3 separate regions of the Sus scrofa genome follow, and regions 1 and 2 are each linked to region 3. Evidence: chromatin contacts called from public Hi-C data. All regions are on one chromosome and are shown on one strand. The core of a region is the stretch at or near the end of the contact, and the rest is flanking DNA. Distances in the headings are between cores, read along the strand shown. Region 1 has its middle 75 kb from the start of MDH1. Region 2 holds the start of UGP2 (UDP-glucose pyrophosphorylase 2). Region 3 has its middle 68 kb from the start of UGP2.

Region 1 (3,533 bases), core at 815-3,314, 91 kb after region 3:
AATAAATGAGACCTAATCAAATTCAAACTTAATAAGCTTTTGCACAGCAAAAGAAACGATAAACAAAATAAAAAGACAGCCTATAGAATGGGCAAAAATATTTGCAAACAGTGCAAGCAACAAGTGCTTAATTTCCAAAATATGCAAACAGCTCTTACAACTCAATAGCAACAAAAATCACCCCAATGAAAAAAATAGGCAGAAGACCTAAACAGACATTTCTCCAAAGAAAACATGCAGGTAGCCAACAGGCACATGAAAAGTGCTAATTACAACATTGCTAATTATTAGAGAAATGCAGATCAAAACATCTCATACCAGTCAGAATGGCCATCATTAAAAATGATGCTAGGAATTCCAGTTGTGGCCCAATGAGATAGGCAGAAATAGAATTGCAGACATTAAGAACAGATTTATGGGCGTTCCTGTCGTGACTTAGTGGTAACAAACCCAACCAGTATCCATGGGAACGCAGGTTCAATCCCTGGCCTTGCTCAGTGGGTTAAGGATCTGGTGTTGCTGTGAACTCTGGTGTAAGTTGCAAATGCAGCTCAGATCCAACCTTCCTGTGGCTGCGGCATAGTCCTGCAGCTATGGCTCTGATTCAGCCCCTCGACTGGGAACATCCATATGCTGCAGATGCAGCCCTAAAAAAAAAAAAAAAAAAAGAAAGAAAGAAAAAGAACAGACTTGTTTTGGCCAAGGAGGAGAAGTTGGGGGAGAGATGAAGGGGTATTGGCATTAATAGACATAAGTTAATACACATAGAATATGGATAAACAACAAGGTCCTACAGTATATCACAGGGAACTATATTCAATATCCTATCATAAACCATAACGGAAAAGATTTTTAAAATGTATCTATCTGTCTGTCTGTCTGTCTATACACACATACATTTGCCTGGAGAATTGCCTTAATATATGGAGGCAAGAAAGCTTTTCCCTAAACTTAGCTGTTTTCTATCAACTGGTGTCAATTTAACCGGGTTTCAGGGGTCTGTATTTCTGCCAAGTAGGTGGATACCTTCTTAGAATATAGGGATGAGGCCATCCAACCCCAAGAAGAAATAGTGATAAAATCGGCAAAACTAAACTGTTAGATTTCAGGGTAGTAGTTAGTCTTAGTAGAGGGAAAAGATTACAAGGGAGGCTTCTAGGGGTCTGGTAACATTCTGAGTTTTGACCTGGGTGTTTTGACCTATGTGGGTATGTTCATTTTGTGAAAGTTGAATGAAATGTACCCTTGTAACTGTACTTTTGCGTGTGTGTTGTATTTTTGGAGTTCCTTGGTGGCTCAGCAGGTTAAGGATCCAACGTTATCACTGCTGTGGCAGTTCAATCCCTGGCCGGGAACTTTTGCATGCCATGAGTGCAGCCCCCCCCCCCCCAAAGGACATTTTTAAGTGGGATATACTGATTAAACTGGATTAAACACAAAAAGATCCACCTCTATGAGGGCTAGTGGCTCTTTCCTAGGCTACCAGATTTAACAAATAAAAATATACGATTCTCAGTTAATTCTAAATTTCAGATAAAGAACAAATAATTTGTTTAGTAGAAGTATGTCCCAAGCAATATTTGGGACATGTTTATACTAAAAAAGGTATTCATTGCTTATCTGAAACTCAAGTGTAACTGGTCATCTTGTATTTTATCTTCAACCCTCATCTTTGATCTAATGAGAAAGTGAAAAAGGATATATAATGAATCATATGTATTTAGGATATACATAGTCTTAGAAGGAAATATTAACAAATGAGAGAATAAGTGCTCTAGTATTTTACTTTCTCCATTCCTCCTTCATTCATTCCTCTATTCTATTGTTTTAGATTTCTCATTTCCACATTCACATCAATGAAAAGAGGAAAAGTAAGAGAAGCAAAGGAAGTAAGATAGTGCCCAAATCATTTATGCTTTCATTTGTTGTTTGAATCTGCAACTCTGTTGGTTGGTGTTCCTGAAAATGTCACTCCTGTGTTCTCATTTCTTATTTTTTACTGAACTGTTTCCTCTCTATGTTACTCTTTTTCAGAACTTTGTGACCTTTGCCCAGATGGAAGTTGAACCCTCCTAAGTATAATCAGTGTTTTCCTGCCTTTTCTTATCTAGGTTTCATAGGCTAAACTTAAAAAATCAATTTGTTATTGATCTCAGAAAGGTCACTTTTCCTTTTTCTCTCTCTAACAATGATAACTGATATGTACCTGGTACATTTTAACTATGCTTATTACGTAGTTGGTAGATATGCAAGAAGTTTTCAGAATTCCATTGCACTTTCCACTCCTAAAGGTGAAGAGATTCTCGTACAGATTATTTACGACAACTAGACTTTGTCAGCAGATGGAATCAAATCCAAAAGTTTTTGTGCTTTGACACATTTTCAGTTCATATAGATGACTGGTCATAAAATGAAATTATTTCCGGCTTTCCTGAAGACTTCCAGGTTGTGATTTTGTACCAAGAGAATTACTCACTTTATTTAGAGTAAAATTCTCAAGTCAACAGTGATTTTGATATCCTTTCATTTAAACAATAAGTACATCTCCTAAAATGCTTGAGGGGAAGATGAAAGGGAGGAAAAAAAGGAAGTTGCATCCACATCAAATAAAGATCATAAGGTATCTCAACAACCCATATTTGGAACCTTTGCGCTAAAGACGAGCCACCAAATCTCTTCCAAAGTTAGTGAGTTCTCTGCAACGTGGTTAGCAAAAGTATATTTCTGATTGAGTCACTTCACTAATCATTGATCTAGTCATTTTAAGCAATTCTGGACAACACTTTTCACTGCTTATTTTTCACATGATTGAACTGACTGGTTATCTTGTCTTGGAAAATCAAAACTTCAAAAATCATATATATATATATGTGTGTGTATATATATGTGTGTGTGTGTATCCATTACTCCTGTGTTCATGAGTTTTACTGTGACCAATTTCTTTTGCAGAGGGAGAGAGAGAGACAGAGAAGGAGTGGAGTGGGAGCAGAATGATAAAGGCTCAGTATGTGCAGAAAATTTTAAAATACACAAAGACAAATTAGTATAAAAGCATCATAAATAAGGCAAAAAGGTATTAATTTTTATGAAGCAGTATCAGCATAAATACATAAATTGTGTCTAGTTTTTTCAGGACACTTCATAAGCATTGCTGCAAGATTTATTAATCAATAAATGATGTATACAATTGCAGCATCTTTAACATTTGGAATAATTTTTTCAACTCTAAGCGTTCTACTGCAAATGCAGTTGTAACCTTTAGGAGCTAAGAAAGCTCCAGTAACGTGCTGGGTTGTTACCAATTACTGACCAACTACTTACCCTTGGAGTCCTTGACATTCCTGTAACAAAAGTCTCCAAAGTTCGTCCCCACCTACTTTTCCAACTTTGTCTTCCACAACCCCCATTTGCCTTGGGTTATTTCTGATCAGGTCTCTTTATTGGCTCTGTACCCTGGAGCTGCCAGAATACCACCTCCTCCCTGCCCACTCAAATCTTCCCACCAATGACATGCCCAGCCCCAAACCCACCAC
Region 2 (3,438 bases), core at 758-3,257, 67 kb before region 3:
CAGATCCCACATTGCTGTGGCCCTGGCGTAGGCCGGTGGCTACAGTTCTGATTAGACCCCTAGCCTGGGAACCTCCATAAGCCGTGGGAAGCGGTCCTAGAAAAGGTAAAAAAATGAAAATAAATAAATAATTAAAAATAAAAGGAAAACTACCATTAGAGCAAAATTGGATGGCAGCCAAATGCAATGCTAGATTGAATCAAGGAAAAGCAGTCTGAGTAAGTCAGTAGTTTAGTTAATAGTAAAGTACTTATGATAATTTCTTAGTTTTGACATACGTGCAACTTTTCTATAAATCTAAAATTATTCCAACGTAAAAATTTTATTTTTTTAAAAAGTGGCTGACAAGGGAAAGGAGTAACAATACACACAGGTATTCCCACTTGATTTAGAAATCTCCTGAAAACAGTTAGTCATTAACAGCAAAGGATGTGACAATTAGTCAATTCTCTGTAAGTTCTGTAAAGTGTAAACAAGGAACACCTGGAGTTCAACTAATACTATTAACTTTTAAAGAGAAGTGACATGTCCACTTTTCTCTAGTATATTCCTACAATATTGGCTTTCTGGTAATTAAATATTGTTGCTGTTGCTACAAAACCAGCAAACTTCTGACAATTACCTCCGCTTTCTATTCTTGCCTAAGATGTTTATTCAATATGAACATAAAAAGCATCTCTCACCACTTACAAGGCATAATATGAATTTAAAAGTCTAATGACAACTGACATTTCTGAGCTTAGTGCTAAAAGCAGACATGAGTGTCTCAAATGCTTTCATAATAATGCAGGCAAGTCAAATTCTCTTTATTATATACAAAACTGAAAAAAGAGTTAATAAAGTACTTTAAAACCTACTAGGGTATTTTCATGCCCAGGGTCAAATGATAACCATTACTGGCACAATTTTTTAAGGTACATCTACATTTACTGACAGTCTCAAAAAGTGGTTGTGAACTTTACTAGCTGTGTGTTCAGCAAGATGGCTGAAGCTTTCACACTCTGGGGTCGGAAAGAGAAGGGTTTACTTGCATACCACAAGGCAAGTCCTATGCTACAAATTAGTGACAGAGGTTTAAGGTAGCACCAACTTCAATGTGTTCACATTCACAGACGTATACACAATGTTAAAGCTCAACTCAGTTGAGTGGCATTCCCTAACCCTTTTTTAAAAACACACAGAATTTAGAGGGCAATTTTCAAATTTCAAAGAAACCTTAATAATCCTCCAGATTTCAAAGAAGGAAAAAATAAATAAACACAGCAATGCAGCAAAGTCATTTCTCCTACTGAAATGACCTCCAGCTTCTAGGAGCTACTCCCGGTTTCGCAATAAATGAATCTGAGACTCAAACCACGTACACACCAATGGAGAAGCTGAGAACACTAAAGCTTCCCCAACAGTCCTGGCAAAAACCCACTTGCCTCTCCCCAGCCCTCCAGTTCTTCTTCCCATCTGCACCCACAGAGTTACCTTGACTTCGACCAAGAAAAGAGAACAGGGATTAATCAGCAGCCAAAATCCTGTTTTCTCATTTTCAGCCACTATCCTGGGGAGCCAGAGTGCTACTAACCTGATTCCAGGGAGGCAGAACTAAACGCAGCAGAGTACCAGGGTATAAATTATACGTATCTGAAACACCAACCCAGCCAGCACTCAAGACAGCTCAAATGTCAGTTTAACGAAAAGGGTTTTGCAAACAGTATCTCAAATGAACATTTCCACTTTGAAACCACCCACCAACCTCTCGACTGTCAGTACCCAAATTCAGTACTACTAAAGTAACCCGGGAGATAAGAAGCGTGTCTTACCTTGTACAAATCTCGACATTTTAGGGATTTATTAAAATACTCTGGCTTTTGTATATATATTTAAATTTCTAGAGGAGTCACGCTATAGAGCGGGTCTCTCTTCCACCTCTGCTTTAACAACCGACCGACGAGTTCTTTCTCCTCTTCCAATGCTTAGCCACTTATGGGAGTATTTCTTAAAAGCGACTAAAACTACCTCAAAAAAAAAAAAAAAAAAAAAAACCACCCAGGAGAACCTTCCCCACTTCCAAAAGACAGAAACTTGGTGCGACTGAGTCTGCTTGGAACTCCAGCCCACACTGCACCCCAACACAAATGAGGGCCAGATGGAGACTCCCGGAAAAGGTAAAATCACAAGAACTTAAATTTCATCAATGAAAGAGGCGGATCTAGAGCAGCTACTTCACCGCCCCCGGGTCCCCACGCCCTCCGGGGCCGGACAGCAGCAGGCAAAGGCGGGCCGCGCCCCCGGTTCCCCCTCCCCTCGCTGCCGTACAGGCTCCGGCCCATTCCCCGGAAAACTCCGGCCAACTGCAGTCCCCGCCCAAACAGGGGTCGGGAGGAGGGAGAGGGGGCAAAGAGGCGCAAAGAGGGTCCATGGAACCATTTCTACCAGCCCATAAATATCCCGGGACTAGGAGGTGCTAAAAATTCCGTGCGCGGGCGTGCAAGGGCCTCCCGGCGCCCCCCTCCCGGCTGCGAGTGGCGGCAACACTGCGGCGGCTTTTTCCCGGGAGGGGCCGAAGGCTCCAGGGCCCCTCCCCCTCAGAGGACACTAGGGGGCCACCCGGGAGGGGAGAACCCGTGCGCCGCCCCGAGTCCGAGGTACAGGAGCCCGGGAGGGCCCGCCCGGACTACTGCACATTCTAGTCCCTCCTGGCCGAACCCAAATTCGGCCTCTGGGGCCAAACTGTGGGTCAGGCAGAGGGGCTCTAAACGCCTTAGAGAGGAGGAACGCACCCGCCCAAGGGGTGGTGGGAAGTCCGCCCCGGCCCCTCCCCAAACCGCCTCGGAGACCCACCTTCCACCTCCTCCTTTAGCAGCTGAGAACTTGGGGGCGTTTATGGCGCCCCCGGAAGAAGGTTCGCAGACTGAGAGACTATCACCTCTGCGGCACCCTTCTCTCTCCCCTTCTCCTTTCACACATGCACACCTCCAGCCTCTCGCCAGTGGTCGCAGCCCAGCTACTGAACCCCCTCTGTCCACCTGGCTGCGGTCTCGCAACACCCAAAGCCCCCCCTTTCTCCTAAACACTTCCCCTCCCCCTCCATTCGGAGCAGCCCCCCTCAATGCGGAAATGTCCCCGCCGCGCAGACAGATAGGAGCAGCCACCAGTCAGGAGCCGAGGCGGATTCAGGCCCTGGCCAATGAAATGTACGGAGGTGGCAGGGGGCGGGACGTCTGCGGCCTGAGGGAACCCAGCTGAAGTGGGCGATGATCCCGGCGACGGATCCCGTGTGTGAGAGCCCCACCTCCCACGACTGGGAAAGGGGTGTTCCACCACTAAAACTCCAGCTTTCCATGGATACTTCAGCAAGGGAGAGAACCTGAAGCACCAGTGGTTATTTTTACAGTGCTTAAAAATGTTTCGGCTTACCAGAGATTGAAGATGCCTATCCTGTGGCTG
Region 3 (3,861 bases), core at 91-2,590:
GCACATTGCTGGAGCCCTCCTAGACCTGTACGAGTGAAGTGTCCCAGTACTTAACCTTCATTAACATAATAGAAAATTTACTGCTGTCAGTAGAGAAAAACTGTAAAAAATACTTGTCCCATTTTTTTCCCCTGGGAGTAGGGAGGTGCATGAAATGATAGAGACAAGGATATAGGCCTCCATATTCTGTGATTTGTTCTTGCATCAACCCTAATATATGGGATACAGTGTCCCAGTGCCAACTGCTGGGTTCTTATATCATACCCAGATTGACCCATCTTTCCTATCACATCCCTCCTCTCTCCCACCTCTGCCCCATGCTCTTTGTTTTTCTTTTGTTAGTTTGTTTGTCTTTGTCTTTATTTGTCTGTGTGTGGTTGTGGTCTTGTATGATGATATTTATTTAGGGTCTGAGTGGCAGAATTACAGGCATACTTACAGACAGATGTATGTGATACCAAAGTCTGGCAATGTCAAGAGCAGATGGCAATATAGTTGGTTAAGCAAAGAAAGAAGTGAGATTTAAAAATGTGAGAGTAGCCAAAGCAAGTAAAACTTGTATGCACCTGTTTATAATTTTTGAAAATCTTTTGCAGGGTTGGTATACTAAAAAGTAATAACAAAAAGAAAGCAGGAGGAGTTCCTGTTGTGGCTCAGAGGGTTAAGAACCTGACTAGTATTCATGAGAATTCAGGTCTGATCCCTGGCCTCGCTCAGTGGGTTAAGGATCTGGCATTGCCACGAGCTGTGGCATAGGTAACAGATGTGGCTCAGTTTTGGTGTTGCTGTGGCTGTGCTGTGGGCTGGCAGATGCAGCTCCAATTTGACCCTAGCCTTGAACTTCCATATTCCACAGGTGCAGCCCTAAAAGAAAAAAAATAAATAAAAAGAAAGAGTATTTTTTTTTCCTTTCCTTCCTTCCTTCCTTTCTTTTTCAGTTGCACAACTAAACAACTGAACTGTGGTAGTTTATTTCTCTTGGTAAAAATAGAAATTTCTTTCAGATAATATTCATGCTGATTATAAATGACACAAGTGAATAAAATAGGGATGCTCTCTGTATTTAGCATTAGGAAGAAAGGAAGTCCTTCAGAGAGTTCTGGGAGAAACGCTGAAGATATACTCCAAGTTGTGGCTGCAAGCAGTTTTCACAGGCCTCCCACCACTGCTAAGTCTGTTAAGTTACAGAACCATATGTTTCTCTCAAGTATAGAAATATGAAGTTGGAAAGTTTACCAAGAAAAATTCTCCTGTCTCCCATGATATGTTTTGATCAGACTCCTTCTTGGAAAGTGCATTGACTAATGTCCTGCGAGTCATACCCGTCAATGACGTATTGCTCATTTTTGTTGTTTGTAATACTTGGCTGTACTGGAACATCATGGTCTGGAAAATACTACTTGTTTGTACATGTGCCTGGAAGAGCTGTGTAATTATTCTGGTTATAAAGTGTTGCAACATACGTCTGCAGACATGCTAGATGTCATGAATTCTATCTCAGGTTAAAAGAGAAAGAGCTAATGATATTGGCCCCCAAGTTTACTAATCAAATTGACTTAATATTTTGGTTCCATAGTCTAGTAATTACTTATATTTACTATCATTTTAACTAAAAGAAGTTGGATTGTGATTACTCCTCATGTTTACCTCCAGTTTTAGGAAATGTGCTCTGATGTATGCTTGTTATAAATAAATCTTTTAAAGAAGTCTGTTCTGGAAAAGCCAATGAAAATAAGTCATACACTTGATTCTTCACAGTTTCAGTGCCCTTAATTTGTAGATTTTTAAAGTAAGTAAAAATTACTTTGATCTAAGATAAAAACAAATCATCTCCAATCAACACATTTTTCATCTTTTTTGTCCAGTTACTTTACCACTAGGAATTGGTAGAAGAACTTCTCAGTCTGTTTTTCTTCTCTGCTTGCTTAAACACACTTTGTTTGTGGTATGAGAATCCAGGTGACCCTAGGCAAAATTACGAAGTAGCTAACATTTGTCTTGGATGCTGGCCTTTTCTTTCCTGAAGTCACCCTTACCCTTAGGGCCTCAATGCAAGCACTCTATTCTGAATTTTTCCTTTCAATTTCTAGTATCTCATACTGTAAGATCAGAGGTATCATATTTTCTTTGTCTGTTTAAATTTACCTGTTCTGTATTTATTTTCCTTAGGATCTGAGGATACACTAGTTCATGTAATTTTTTAAAAAGTCACAGCAGATGTACTCATAAGAAAGAGATAGAGTAATCATGGATCAAGGAATATCAGAATCTACTAGAAATGAAGCCCGTTTTTCATTTATATTGCCTTGATCACTCACTCATTTGACGTATCTATTGAGCACCTATACATTCCAGAAATTGTTCTAGGCACCTGAAATACATGGAGTACCAAAAGATAAAATTTCTTGTGCTTGTGGTGCTCACATTTGTACAGTATGAATCATGCTTTCTTATATTGTAATAACATCAGTGCATGCAATTTTGATTTTTTTCATACTATTTCCTCTGATCATACTTTATGTCTTGTCTGTATTACTTGATGAGACACAATTTAGTGTCTTAGATGTGGTCATTGAAGTGGCCAGTCAGTGATAGACTTGTTTCTCATTAAATTTGGAAACAAAGTGAGGGTCTGACAGGTTAAAGTTTACCATTTTCATATAGAAAAGAGGATGCAGATCAGGATCTAATGAGTCTGTACTCAACACAATTTGAAACCAGCAGTATCATGAGCAAATCCTAGCCATTAAAATTTCTTCAGGACTCCTAAAGCTTTGGATTAAAATGCCTATTTAGATGCCCTCTTTAAAACTGTATAAAGCCATCTTCCTAAAGACATAATGAAACTGAATTTTTTAATTCAAATATTCACTTTCTGCTTACTTGGTTATCACATAGAGAAACAAAATGAAATGAGAACATAAAATTTGAAGAAGGAATTTGTCTGTAGAGAACATATACCCTTTTAAAAAACATTAAGCTAAGCCAGATCAGTTTGATTAATCTTATTTTCAAAACATGAAGCTGTGCTACCAAATGTGTGCTCTGTTTTTCCTAATAAAAATTTATGTACTGGTACCATGATCATTCTGTCTTGAGATATTTTTAAAATGTCTTTGTCTTGCTACACAATCATATAAAAACCCAGTATTAAATAATTCAAGTTCCTCCTTAGGACCTAAATTAAAACTTGTAAGATTCATATTAGGGGACAGGAAATGAATCAAAGAAGATAACTTGTGCTTCTTCTGCTTCAGTTAAGTTGAAGCATGCATGCATCTGGAAGATGCCTACTTTTAAGCTTTAAAAAAGGAGAGCAGAGAATAAACCTATCCTAAAATATAGCTCTCTAGGGAAAAAAAAATTATCTGCAGGAGTGTTGCATTAAGAACTTTATTAAGAAGTTCTGTTGTGGCTCAGCCAGTTAAGAACCTGATATAGTATCCATGAGGATGTGGGTTCAATACCTGGCCTCACTCAGTGGGTTAAGGATTTAGTGTTGCGGTAAGCTGTGGTGTAGGTCGCAGATTCGGCTCTGATCCAGCATTTCTGTGGCTGTGATATAGGCTGGCAGCTGTAGCTCTGATTCTACCCCTAGCCTGGGAACTTCATATGCCACAGGTGTGGCCCTAAAAAAAAAAAAAAAAGAAAAAAAAGGGAACTTTATTAAAATAGGAAGAGTAAATGTATATAATGTACTGTTTATGGATTCTTAATTTATAAATGCTAATTTAGTATCCTTTTAAACTACTGACTAAAAAAAAAAACAATATTCTACCCTTCTCAATTGTGAATAAGCTCAGTTCTCCACACGAGAGAGAGGGAAGCAGTGAGTATAAACCCATGCCAAGCAGTCAGTCT

What was found. Hi-C and Micro-C count contacts between places; a contact is called where the count stands out from the background.
Region 1: a Hi-C map of liver shows a contact between it and region 3, with 11 times the contacts expected there. The contact joins two enhancer-like sites. A contact is called at or near these places in 1 of 5 promoter capture datasets (liver), 6 of 47 Hi-C or Micro-C datasets (liver, psoas muscle and skeletal muscle) and 1 of 2 datasets of contacts at active chromatin or transcription factors (skeletal muscle).
Region 2: a Hi-C map of liver shows a contact between it and region 3, with 3 times the contacts expected there. The contact joins the promoter of UGP2 here to the enhancer-like site in region 3. A contact is called at or near these places in 1 of 5 promoter capture datasets (liver), 6 of 47 Hi-C or Micro-C datasets (fibroblasts, heart right ventricle, liver and 1 more) and 2 of 2 datasets of contacts at active chromatin or transcription factors (alveolar macrophages and skeletal muscle).

The regions. Positions count from the first base shown.
Region 1 is chr3:78,186,442-78,189,974 of Sscrofa11.1, forward strand. No RefSeq gene overlaps it. Among named protein-coding and RNA genes, the nearest start is that of MDH1, 75 kb to the right of the region's middle. Within about 2 kb of position 2,065, at least 5 of the 83 cell types and tissues checked have an H3K27ac peak or open chromatin away from gene starts, as enhancers often do. A contact at or near this core is called in liver, where this site is marked.
Region 2 is chr3:78,028,626-78,032,063 of Sscrofa11.1, forward strand. It overlaps UGP2 (UDP-glucose pyrophosphorylase 2), which reads right to left and starts at 2,008. Exons shown (of 10, transcript NM_213980.1): 1 at 1,812-2,008. The coding sequence starts at 1,830. It overlaps LOC106507380 (proline-rich protein HaeIII subfamily 1-like), which reads left to right and starts at 2,138. Exons shown (of 2, transcript XM_013987892.1): 1 at 2,138-2,156; 2 at 2,210-3,237. The coding sequence starts at 2,138. The coding sequence ends at 3,237.
Region 3 is chr3:78,096,256-78,100,116 of Sscrofa11.1, forward strand. No RefSeq gene overlaps it. Among named protein-coding and RNA genes, the nearest start is that of UGP2, 68 kb to the left of the region's middle. Within about 2 kb of position 1,341, at least 10 of the 83 cell types and tissues checked have an H3K27ac peak or open chromatin away from gene starts, as enhancers often do. A contact at or near this core is called in alveolar macrophages, liver and retroperitoneal adipose tissue, where this site is marked.